2 separate regions of the Cyprinus carpio genome follow, and region 1 is linked to region 2. The links are chromatin contacts, called in public Hi-C maps. All regions are on one chromosome and are shown on one strand. Each heading gives the region's core, a stretch centred on a gene start, on an enhancer-like site or on the middle of the called end of the contact. The rest is flanking DNA. Distances are from core to core; before and after follow the strand shown. Region 1 holds the start of LOC109092184 (pleckstrin homology domain-containing family G member 3). Region 2 overlaps LOC109092184 (pleckstrin homology domain-containing family G member 3).

Region 1 (7,263 bases), core at 3,401-5,900, 38 kb after region 2:
TCTGAGGCTGATGCTGATATCTTGGAGAAAAAGGTGCCCGATATATATTATTTCACACTCTTTTATTTAAAGATAGTAAATAATACATCCTGCAAAAACAACTACTAAATTAAAAATTATTTAAAAATTATTTAAAAATTATTTAAAAATTATTTAAAAAATAAAAAAATAAAAAAAAAAAAAGCTAATGGATATATATATATATATATGATATATATATATATATATATACCCATACAGTTACAGGTCAAAAGTTTGGAAACATTACTATTTTTAATGTTTTTGAAAGAAGTTTCTTCTGCTCATCAAAGCCTGCATTTATTTGATCAAAAAATACAGAAAAAAACACAAACAGTAACATTGTGAAATATTATTACAATTTAAAAATAATTGTTTTTTTAAATTTATTATACTTTAAATTGTCATTTATTTCTGTGATGCAAAGCTGAATTTTTAGGATCATTATCACATGATCCTTTAGAAATCATTCTAATATGATGATTCATTATCAAAGTTGGAAACAGTTCTGCTGCTTAATATTTTTTCAGAATCATGTGATACTTTTTTAGGATACTTTGATGAATAAAAAGTAAAAAAAAAAAAAAAAAAAAAAAAAAAAAAAAAAAAGCTATGTTTTTAAAATATAAATATTTTGTAATAACAATATACATACTGGTCAGTAATTTGGGGTCAGTAATTTTTTTTTTCTTTCTTTTTTTTTTTCACTTAATCAATACTTTTATTCAGCAAGGATGTGTTAAGTTGATAAAAAGTGATAGTAAAGAAAATATATTATTAGAAATATATATATTAGAATTTTATTTTTTATTTTGAATAAATGCAGTTCTTTTAACCTTTTATTCATCAAATATATTAGACAGCAGAACTGTTTCCAACACTCATAATAAATCAGAATATTAGAATGATTTTCTAAATGATCATGTGATAGAACTGGATGTTACATGTGACACTGAAGGCTGGAGTAATGATGCTGAAAATTCAGCTTTGCATCACAGGAATAAATTATTTTTTTTTAAGTATATTCAAATAGAAAAACTATTATTTTAAGTTGTAATAATATTTCACAATATTAGTGTTTTTTCTGTATTTTTGATCAAATAAATGCAGGCTTGATGAGCAGAAGAAACTTCTTTCAAAAACATTAAAAATAGTAATACTAAAAAAATAGTAAAAAGCAAAATGTCTGCCGATATATTCACCTAGGCAATTTTTTTAGTCACTTATATTTATTTTATATAAAATATACTAAATTAGAATTATATTAATTTGAAAAATAAATCAATATTTTTTTAACAATCAGCAAAACAGAAAAATGTGGTAGCTATTGCAATAATTTTTAAAATGCCAAATATCGACTGTTATATTGGCGTTCACAATATATCATTCAACCTTTACAAATTACCATGATATTAACATCTGATACCATTTCACTGGCGCAGAACTTCTCTAAAAGCATATACAGTACATTAAAACTAATTTTCCGAGAAGGTCTTAAACTTGAACCCTTTGAAACCCCTCTGATTCAGGCCTGGGCTCCGTCACAATGAAGAGACAAAGAGCTTCTTCTTGGAGATCCATAAACTTCTCCTCTCAGGATTCAGCTGTTAAACCTCTACTTGGACAAATAACCCCAGAAACGCTGTTCCTTTGGGGACTTTTAACCCTGAAAGGTCAAAGTAAAACACTGACCCCATCTAAAAACATCTAGTGTGTCTGATTACACCCGTGAAGACCAGAGCGTGAACCGTGAGAGGTCTGCTGTGCTGGGAAGCTGAACGAATGGAGAATGAGAGTAAACGCTTGTGACAGCTCGGTAACTAATAATCTCTCACGCCAGTAAATAATTAGTGGCTGACTGTGTTTTTAATGATCAGTGACGAAAACAGTTTGATTCACTAACAAACCAGACATTACTAACATCTAGGGCAGCGCGATTATGTTGAAAACATAATTGTTGATTATTCCCTTGAAATTGTAATTGCGATTATTAATTACGATTATCACAATTTACATTGAATGATGTTTATACCATTGTTTGATGCAACTGCATGCCATATTTTTATATGAATATAAGCAAGCTAAAAAAACTTTTAGCACTTTTCTACAGTATTAAGCTTTAAATGTCAACTATACATTGGATTGGTTTAAATTATGAAAAAAAGACAAATATGAATGTGTTATAATATTATACTAAAACAATGGAAAAACCCTTAAGATAACATGTAGAAAGAAAAAATATATATCTTAAGCGTGCAGAATAACATAAGTGGACTGCTTTGAACGATTACATAATAGTGGCATCCGTAATTGTAATCGCAATTAGAAATTTGATTAATTGTGCAGCACTACTACCGTCTGAACAAAAGTGTTACTCAACATCTAGCCCATAAGTATGGAAGCATGTTTCTGCCACGGAATAAAAAACAAGGTTATACAATAAAACTTTTTTCCCTCACAATTGCAAGTTTACAGTACGTCTCTGAATTCTGAGTTTACATCTCACAATTCTGACATTTTTTCTCAGAATTCTGCATTTCCAAATTATAAATTTGCAATTGTGAGTGAATTAATGTCTCGTGATACTGTCATTTTTCTCAGAATTCTGAGGCTACGTTTACACAGCGTTTCATAAACGATCTCCATCCACACTACACAACTGAAAACGCTTGTCACATGACCATTCATACATACAAAAAAATGCACAATATTATATTTTACACGCTCTCCAAAAACACACAAAAAAAAAATGTGCACAGTCGCCACCACCTTCAAAAAAATCATCATTTTTGCGAATTAAAACCCCGGAGTTTCAACCTAAACTGGGATCTGCAGCGTTTTCAAAATGCTGTGGTAGTGTAAACGACAGGCCTAACTGTAGCAAAAGTTACACGTTTTAAAATAAAAACAAACTAGTATAAACGTGGCATGAGTTTACGATCTCACGATAGTGAATTTTTTTTCGGAATTCTGAGTTTACATCTCCTGATCCTGACATTGTTTCTCGGAATTCTGAGTTTATATCATGTGATTCTGACAATTTTTTTCTCTGAATTCTGAGTTTACATCTTGCGATTACTGAATTTTTTATAAATATAAATTATAATAAATTACAGTGTAACATTATTATAATATAAATTTGCAGCAGTGAGTCAGTTAATGTCTTGAATCATTTTTCCTCGCATTTCAGACTTTTCTTCCTTTGAATTCTGCGTTTAAATTTTACAATTCAGACATTTTTCTTGGAATTCTGATTTTACATCTCGTGATTCCAAGTTATAAATTTGCACTTATGCGTTAATGTCTTGCATCTTTTTCTCACAATTCAGGCTTTTTTCTCTGAATTTTGAGTGTCAGGATGCTGACATTTTTACTCTTAATTCTGAGTTAACATCTCACGATTCTAACTTTTTTTTTTTTTTTTTTTTTTTGGGAATTCAGATTTTACATCTTGCAATTGTAAGTTATAAATCTGCAATTGAGAGTGAGTTAACTTTTTCTTACATTTTTCCCCAGAATTGCAAGAAAACAAATGTCCTAACTCTAAGATTAAAAAGTTGCAGTTACCTTTTTCATTTTTTTATCCCGTCTCCGAAACAAGCTTCAGTACATAAGAGATTTAACAGCAGAGCACAACTACAAAACATGCATTCACTCTAGACTTTCCATGACTTTTATGATTTCATTTGTTTCCATGGCTTTATCCGTATATGTCCAAGTTTTCCACAATTGTAGGAAATGCTGCAAAGAGTTACAACATCCATAACCACAAATACCCAAATGAAATGTCTTCACAGGACCAACACAAGCATCCTTTAGGGGTCATATAAAACAGATAAGATGCACAAATGTTTCACTAAATCAACACCTCATCGTTTGTTAATCAAAGTCACTCCCTTCAGAGTACACACACTTCATCAGAGACACTTCAGCATGACAGTATCATGCAATGAGATGAATGAAACTGATGGAAAGAAACCACTGACAAATGCAGAACATCCACATTCCACAGAACAAAAAATAAACAACAAAAAAATTAATTGCAGTTTAAATCTGCATGCATGTGGTTTAAAGGTCTTTAGTAAACTGTTATAATGTACTTAAGTGCACAGAAAGCATCAAGAACTCTGAATAAAGAACTTTTTACGCAATCTCTCGACGTTTCAAATAAGCTCTACACAAAATGATTTGATCTGTATCTTGATCTCAATCACCAAATATCATTGCATACGTGCATCTGAAACATTTTAACCAGTAAAACCGCGAATGTGATTAATAACAGCACGCGCCTACAAACTTTCAGCAAGTTGTTTTCTCCAAAAACAAGACAGGAGGACAGCAAAAACACACGCGAAGTTCATTAACTGCACTTTTACTGTCTTTAAAAATTAAGGAAAATCTCTAACAGCTGGAACTGTTTCATTTTGATGTAGTTTTAGCATCACAAACCATAGTTCCGAGTCTTTAAATGAAGACAAGAACCCTTACCGACTGAGTTCCTCGTTATTTGAGGAGGTTGCAGTTCATTCGCACCTCGCAGACATTTATGCGTGTATTATTTTCCTCGGAGAGCTCGGTATGATCAGGTCATATGCAGCAGCGCTGACTGACCGACTTCAGTCTCAACTCCTAAACCACAGAAACAGATGGGCGGGGCTTAGCGACACAAACTTGTTGCAAATGTCTAAATAAAAATGTTGCAATTTTGTAATGTTCACCTCGCGGTTTAAATCAATATATATACGCAATTACAGTTTTTTTTTGCTTAGCTGCAATTATTATTTTCTGATGAAGCAAGAGCGCTAAGCGCCGTGCGTGGCGTACTACGTGTTACTTTTCTCAGCGCTGATTAGAATGGACCAATCACAGCCGGTGATGACTGCTGAATTAATCATTTTTTAATATTTGAATTTTTGGAAATTTATTTGCGTATTTCTTAAATGTATTAAATTAAAAATATATATTTTATAAGCGTATAAAGACAGAAAAATTTAACTATTTTGTCATTAATGGCATAGTGTTTTTATTCAGTTGCAAATTCACTCCTGATTAACCAAAAGCGCCAGAGTGCCATGTTACTTTTCTCAGCGCTGATAAGGATGGACCAATCACAGCCGGCCTTGATTACTAAACATGGAATGGGGTTAAAATCGGTTTAAAATCGGTATATATATATATTATATATATTATATATATATATATATATATATATATATATATATATAATGTTGTCGTCTTCTCACTAAGGCCCAAAAAAACATTTGTTTTTTGAACCCAAACTTTTAACTATTAACACTAGGCTTCTCACTAAGGCTTTGTAGATTTTCATTTTGAGTCAATAGCGCCCTCTGCAGATCATAGAATAGCACGACCTCCTTTCTATATATATATATACACACACACACACACACACACACACACACACACACACACACACACACACACACACACACACACACACACACACACACACTACCGTTCGAAAGTTTGGGATCAGTCAGACTTGTAATGTTTTTTAAAAAAGCCTCTTCTGCTCATCAAGGCTACATTTATTTGATCAAAAATACAGAAAAAAAAACTGTAATCTTGCAAAATGTTATTAGAATATAAAATAATGGTTTCTATTTAAATATCCTTTAAAATATAAACTACATCTGTGATGCAAAGCTGAATTTCCAGCATCATGACTCCAGTATAAAGTGTCACATGATCCTTCAGAAATCATTCTAATATGCTGATTTATTATTAGAATTATCAATGTTGGCAACATTTGTACAGCCAAATATTTTTTGAAAGCTGTGATACTTTTTTTCAGGATTCTTTGATGAATAAAAAGTTAAAAAGAACTGCATTTATTTAAAATAGAAATCTATATGTATATATATATATGTATATATATATATATATATATATATATATATATATGTATATATATATATATATATATATATATATATATCACACAATTAAAAACATCCACACACAGTCTGTACATATTAGTTTTATTGAGACTTTCCAAGATTAATAGTTCAGACATTACAAAGTTTTTGATACACATTTTAAAAAGTCTATGTACAAATTTGCATTGTGGGGTACGATTTTTCACCATAAATGTCATTTTTGGATTCAGAACTTCAGCTTACTAAAATAAAAAAAAAATAAAAACAATAAAAAAGAACTAAAATAAAACTACTAAATAAAACTCCTAATGTAGATAATGGAAAAATAAAACAAGAGTATACATATTAAAACAAAGAGCCGTAAATCATCATCTCAGATTCCAAAGAAACTAAAATATGAAACTAATTTAACATAGTAAGCTTACATGGCTTTAAGATTAACCGACGAGGCAGCATTTAAAACAAACAAACAATCCAGTCTTCACACAGCTGTGTTGCAAAATAAAAGTACATGGCTCAAGAATCATGATTTCGTCTTTTGTGGTCATTAAAATGTACTTTATTATATGCTATTGCAACACATATTTACCCCTGAGCAACATCCAACGAGCTAATATATAAAGCAAAGGACAGAAATAAGAGAAGTGAAAAAGCTGATGGCAGTAAAAGTTGTTTGAAAACTCAAAACAAGCAAAGCAAACGAACTTTCTGCACAGATTCCAGCCGGTCTACTTGAAACAAGTGAAGAAATAATTATTGCATGTACAAACAGATTGTCAGATCACGCTGCTGCAGTGCGGTCAGATGTCCTGTTAAACCGAGTTAATGCTCAGATGGGTTTGGTTGTGCTGTTGTAGACGAGTTTCTCTAAATCTCCGTAGGTGTTGACGTGTCCGCCGTTCACGGCCACATGCTGATGTTTGTTTCTGCGCTTTTTCTTTCCATTCAGAAGATAAAATGTGATAACAACCAGCAGGATGGCGATGGCGAGGCCCAGTACGATGGCCATGGCGATGATAGCTGAACAGAGACACCAGAGTCACGTTACGTAACACATCTGGACACGTCAGGAGATTCAAACAGAGGAACAGCAGCAGACTACAGACTAAAGACCTACTCAACATTTGTTTCCATGAAAAAAAAGACATGCAAGGTGCATTATTTTTGCTATTTAGTTTGAGGATACACTAAACGAAATATTACCTAAGACAGAGCAGGGTTATTACTGTTAATTAAAACTATAAAACATTTGTTACGTGAAATAAAATAATAATAATAATAATAATCTAAAAAATACAAATATAAAATATAAAAATGTAAAATAATAATAATAATAATAATAATA
Region 2 (6,562 bases), core at 342-2,841:
CATTGCATAAAAGCATGTAAAATGCATATGAAGTCATTAGGGTCGAATCTTACCTGTTGAACTCATAAATGTGTTCAATATTCCCAAAAAGTGAGCACACTTGTTCTGGTTTGATGGGAAGGTCCCTGGTGTCAATAATGTGCACAAGATAATCCTGAAAATTGGAAAAAGGGAAATAAGTATCATTTCAAACTCAACCAATGATAAACTATTACCCATCTTGTTTGTACTGTAATGCCTTCAACTGCTCAGCAGATGGCGCTAGAGAACTGAAGGAAAACTGCACACTCACTCTATTAATGCTTACAAAATACATTTGAAAACTGAAAAACATTGACTTGTAAATGAACTTGCCATTTCGTTATAAATAATTGTGAAATTTACTAGCTATTTCTGAGTAAACACCAATTTTTTCCCAGTGTATTATGTTTCTAATCTAATCGGTTTATCGCCTTTGCATTTACTACACTGACAAAAGCAAATATTTCATGGTAGTATGGTGGTATTATTTGCAAATATCATTGCATATCAATAGATTAATCATTCAGTACCATGGTATCTGATAGCATCACTGTACCATGGTAATACCACAGTACTTTGTCTAGACTAACCTCTAAATGAAACTGAGGAACTAAATTCAGCCGGACACTCAAAACAACAAACACTGACACACAATGCAATGCACTGATTTGTTTTATTAATTAAAGGCAGCATACTGTACATGCAGTACTAACAATGTATGAAATTCCACACTGAAATAATATATCAGAATTTTTTTTTTTTGCAGTATATTAACGAGAATGCCATGAAAATTGTCAATGCAAATGCAAAAAACTGTAGAGGCTTCATTTTCTTTAAATAAATGATTTCTAATTCTTGAAAGCTGTTTTTAAAACCACATGCATGTAAACTGGTATCTATCAAAGAAACCATCTGATAGCATCACTATACCGCGGTAATACCACAGTACTAAATTCTGCATGGCTATAAACACTGACACACAATAATTACAATGCATTGATTGATTTCATTAATTAAACTCGGTACTACTAACAATGTATGAAATTCCTCATTACAATAATGAAAATATATATTACTTTGCATTATAGTAATGAGAATGGCATGAAAACTGTCAATGCAAAAAACACCAAAACAAAACAAAAACCCACCAGGCTATATTTTCTGAAAGTTTAGTAAATTATTTCTAAACTGAACAAATTCTTGAAAGTATTATTCATGCATGTAAACCTCACATGCAATGCAATGCATTGATTTATTAAAGTCAGCATAAATGCAGTACTAACAAAGTATGATCTTTGTTATTGCAATAACAATCTTTTTTGTTTGCATTATACAGAGCATAAAAATTGCATGATACTGCAAAAAGAAAACACCCCAAAAGCTTTTCTTTAAGGAAATTATTTCTAATCTGAAAATGTTTTTGAATGTTTTTCGTAACGCTCTCACGCGGCATTTAAACCCTGTTCAGTGCTGCTCCAAACAGGCCAGATCAAGCTGGAGTTCAGCAGCCCACATCATAGAAAGCATGACACACACACACACACACCGCCCAATGCTCATATTAGGAAACGGTTTCACGGCCAAGTTTGGCTGTGATTCAGAGCGCCGCAGCTCAGGGAGGAGTTCAACATCCTTCACCCGAAGCGCAAACATAATGAGCAGATATTCTGCATGAGAGCCTTCATTATGCAACAGCATCACATGGACATTCAGCTCCAACATAAGACGTGCAGAACATGCACCTACGTAACAGAAACTACAGGGAATTTAGGAGACAATCAATGCAAAAGAAGTCGAGGCAGGGTGTGGACACTCTCTGTGAGAGTCTGAGTCCATTTGCAATGTTAAACGACCAACAAAACGTCCAGTTTCACCCAAACAGATGTCAGATCAGGCTGGTGTGAATCACCATATTTGGGCGTTTTCCTGTAGTTTACATTGACCAACGCCAAACTCACTCATTCGTCTTTTTTATTAAGCACTTTACAGGTACAAATGTAGTCCAAAGTCCTGAGCAATCCACATATAACACACATTAAATCTGAATAAAACCCAACAACAGGAACAGGTCGGAAAAGTCTCTAAAAACACAAACGAAGTTCTTCATTTCCAACAGGAAGTGCATTAGATTATTTAGGGAGCTAAACTAAGAGCTGCAACACGTTCAAGAACCTAAATGGACTCTGGTTTCAAATTCCCAGACGATCCTGGTAACATATGACATCAGTATCTGACTTGCTGTGAGAGACACACGGCTCACCAGAGCCCACTTATGAGCCATATTTAAGACCCTTCGAAATGCTACCTCAGACCTAATGCACCTCATATCAGAGCAAAAGGCACTTTCAAAACCTTTTAGGTAAAAAAAAACACACTTGTAAAGTCATATTTCATACTGTCATGTCTATAATGAGTTTGTGCTTTACATAGAGTGAGTTTTAGGGCTGGGCAATATGATGATACATAACGATGATGCAAGTGATCCTCTGGATTTAGATCTGATTATAGTGTATGTTTAGTGTTCTCTAGCACATATATCAGTGCTGCAGTGACTTGGGTGCATGTCTGAGCAATTAAAGACAATTAAGAGATTTAAATGTTGGTTGCTTTTGTTCATTTTAGAGGTTTAAATATTGGTTAATATTGTTCTATTAAGAGAATTAAATATGGGTTGGTTTTGGCCAGTTTAGAAACTTTAATTTTGGTTGCTTTTGTTCTAATTAGAGATTTAAATATCTGTAGTTTTTGTTCTATTAAGATATTCTAAATATTGGTCAGTTTTTTTTCTAATTAAAGATTTAAATATTGGTTGATTTAGTGTTAATTAGTGATTTAAATATGCATTGTTTTTTTTTTTTCAAAATATGGATTTAGATATTGGTTGTTTTTGTTCTAACTAGATATTTAAATATCTGTAGTTTTTGTTCTAATAAGATATTTAAATACTGGTCAGTTTAGTCTAATTAAAGATTTAAATATCGGTTGATTAAGTGTTAATTAGAGATTTAAATATGGGTTTGTTTTGTTCTAAATATGGATTTAAATCTTGGTTGTTTTTGTTCTGATTTGATATTTAAATATCTAGTTTTTGTTCTATTAAGATATTTAAATATTGGTCAGTTTGGTTCTAATTAAAGATTTAAATATCGGTTGATTTATTGTTAATTAGAGATTTAAATATGCATGTTTTGTTCTAAATATGGATTTAAATATTGGTTGTTTTTGTTCTAACTAGATATTTAAATATCTGTAGTTTTTGTTCTGTTAATATATTTAAATACTGGTCAGTTTAGTCTAATTAAAGATTTAAATATCGGTTGATTTAGTGTTAATTAGAGATTTAAATATGGGTTTGTTTTGTTCTAAATATGGATTTAAATCTTGGTTGTTTTTGTTCTGATTTGATATTTAAATATCTAGTTTTTGTTCTATTAAGATATTTAAATATCTAGTTTTTGTTCTATTAAGATATTTAAATACTGGTAAGTTTTGTTCTAATTAAAGATTTTAATATCGGTTGATTTAGTGTTAATTAGAGATTTAAATATCAGTTGTTTTTGCTCTAAATAGAGATTTAAATATTGTTTGAAAAGACTGTCAAAAGTCTGGCACACGACTGAGCTTTGTAAATTAAGTGAGTTAGATAGGGCTGCAACAAACAATTATTTTTATAATCGATTAACTAACTATTATTACAACCATTAATTGACTAATCATTGATTATTAAACTGATTAATCAGTAGGCTCTGTTCTATCATTCAGCTTTTACAATTAGTTAAAATATTAAGTTACACATTTTCTAATCAATAAATAAATCTATTCACCTAAGCTTTTTAGAAAAAGTCAAACAATGTTATTACTATTGTAAAATTACAAGTATTATACAATAATTTTTTTACAGTACAAACACACATCTGGCACACAAGAATGAGATGACAGACATGCATGCACTAATAAAAAAATTTGGACAGCTGCTTTATAACAGAAAATCAAGCTGTAATTCTAAATGAAAGTGACACTGAACCTTTTTTTTCAAGTTTAATACTGTAAAGTTGCGTGCTTTAAATCAGTTTATTTTATAAAGCACTATATAAATAAACTTGATGCTATGATCAGATGCTTTCTTAACGGCTGTTTTCTCACCTCTGGCATTTTTGTTGTGTGTTTATTTCATTAGAGAGGAAAGCGCGCAGCACATATTTACACATTCATCTAAATGCTCTAGAGCTCTGGATTTAGATAATAGTTAGTTTTGTTCTAAGCAAGATTAAAGAATTCTCAAAAAGCATCAATGAAGATACGATCACTTGTCAGACAGTTGTCAAAGGAATACATACTTTTTCAGTCGTAAAATAGCACAGCTGATTTCCGATTTAAAATTTGAGGACCAAAAATAATATTATGTCGCCATCTTTTCCGTGCACTGCACATTTTCCGCTGAGATGGCAATGCATTATGGGATTTCCCAAAAGATGCATGCTATGCTGCCTTAGAAGAAAGTATTTAATAAGGTCTAACATTAGGAACACGAGTACGATCCCTTAAAGTGCAGCTCACTGTTTATGTTCATCAAGACTGCATTATATGTGTTGCAGACGGTCAGCAATGCAATACTGGTGGACGGAAAGTCGTGCATAAGGAATATGAAAGTGCAAACACATTTCCGCATGAGGAGTGACACCTGTGAAAACCTACGAACCCCAGGAATCCCCGTGTTCAGCAGCGAGACATCCTGCTGACGCAGCACTCCACCCTGAGTGGGAAACGATGGCCGTGATCCAACGACAAAAAACAGCAGTAGTGCAATGAGGTTCAAAACCTCAGCATCTCTAATTAGTTGTTGGTTTGTAGTAGTGGCTTTATAGCACGGCATTCTGGGTGTTCTGCAAAAGGGTGAGGAACCATCTGTTTGTCTGAGGCTGGTAAGGTTACAGGAAGTGGCCGTTAGAGATGATAGAGCTGTCAGCGGCTTTGTGGAGGGCTTATGGGACATGTAGAGGAACACTTTCTCTTTAAAGCCTAGTGAGAATCCTACATTAACAGCACTTTTAGGCATCAAAGTTACGCTCACAAAAAGCATCACATGTATCCTTTATGCACTGTAACAAGCTCAATGACTTTTAAAAATTTTTTAAATATAAAATATACTAATTAACATTTTATATACATACACACGTGTGTATATACGGTATATATATATATTTTAATACTTAAAATTTAAAGTAATGTTTTCCTTTTTGTAATAGAATTTAAACTGTAATTTATTTCTGTGATGTGCAGCTGTAACAGTTGTGCTGCACAATATTTTTGTGGAAACTGTGATACATTTTATTTTTCAGGATTCTCAGATGAATAGAAAGTTCAAAAGAGCAGCATTTATTCAAAATAGAAATCTGTTCTAACAATACGAGTCTGTACTATCACTTTTTATTCATTTAAAACATCCTTGCTGAATGAAAAATACTAATTTCTTTAAAAAATAAAAATAAAATGTATATATAAGTTTTTGCCCATTCCTTTTTTTTTTTTTTTTTTGCATACTTGTCACACTTGAATGATTCAGATCATCAAACTAATTTTAATATTACACAAAGATAACCCGAGTAAATACAAAATGCAGTTTTGAAATAATTAATTCATTAAGGGAAAAAAGCTGTCCAAACCTGCCTGGCACTACATGAAAAAGTATTTGCCCCCTAATTCTAATAACTGGTTGTGCCACCCTATGCAGCAACAACTGCAATTAAGTGTTTGCAATAACTGGCAATAAGTCTTTTACATCGCTGTGGAGGAATTTTGGCCCACTCTTCTTTGTAGAATTGTTTAAATTCAGCCACATTGGAGCATGAATGGAGCGTTTAAGGTCATGCCACAGCATCTCAATCGGATTTAAATCCGGACTTTGACTTGGCCACTCCAAAACCTTAATTTTGTTTTTCTTGAGCCATTCGGAGGTGGGATTGCTGCTGTGTTTGGGATCATTGTCCTGCTGCAGAACCCAAGTGCGCTTGAGCTTGAGGTCACAAACTGATGGCTGAACATTCTCCTTCAAGATTTTCTGATGGAGCGCAGAATTCATGCTTCTGTCAATTATGGCGAGTCGTCCAGGTCCTGAAGGTCCAAAGCAGCCCCAGACCATCACTACCTCCACCATGTTTGACTGTTGCTAAGATGTTCTGTTTATGAAATGCGGTGTTGCTTTCACGCCAGATGTAACGGGACACACCTTCCAAAAAGTTCAACTTTTGTCGCATCAGTCCACAGAATATTCGCCCAAAAGTCTTGTGGATAATCAAAATATTTTTTGGCAAATGTGAGATGAGTCTTTGTGTTCTTTTTGGTCAGCAATGGCTTTTGCCTTGGAACTCTCCCATGGATGCAGTTTCTGCCCAGTCTCTTTCTTGTTGAATCATGAACACTGAGCTTTATTGAGGCGAGTGAGGCTGCAGTTCTTTAGATGTTGTTCTGGGTTCGTCGTTGTGCTCTTAAAGTAATTCTGTTAGGCTGCCCACTCCTGGGAAGGTTCACCACTGTTCCAAGT

Evidence for each region. A called contact is a pair of places that touch in the nucleus more often than the background predicts.
Region 1: a Hi-C map of liver shows a contact between it and region 2, with 7 times the contacts expected there. The contact joins the promoter of LOC109092184 here to the enhancer-like site in region 2. A contact is called at or near these places in 6 of 8 Hi-C or Micro-C datasets (liver, red blood cells and skeletal muscle).

The regions. Positions count from the first base shown.
Region 1 is chrA17:1,147,366-1,154,628 of ASM1834038v1, forward strand. LOC109092184 (pleckstrin homology domain-containing family G member 3) reads right to left here and starts at 4,651. Exons shown (of 18, transcript XM_042773366.1): 1 at 4,507-4,651. LOC109057707 (kunitz-type protease inhibitor 1-like) reads right to left here. Exons shown (of 11, transcript XM_042773367.1): 11 at 6,007-6,938. The coding sequence ends at 6,748.
Region 2 is chrA17:1,112,305-1,118,866 of ASM1834038v1, forward strand. LOC109092184 (pleckstrin homology domain-containing family G member 3) reads right to left here. Exons shown (of 18, transcript XM_042773366.1): 3 at 54-154. Among protein-coding and RNA genes, the nearest start is that of xgb, 25 kb to the left of the region's middle. Within about 2 kb of position 1,592, at least 1 of the 8 cell types and tissues checked has an H3K27ac peak or open chromatin away from gene starts, as enhancers often do.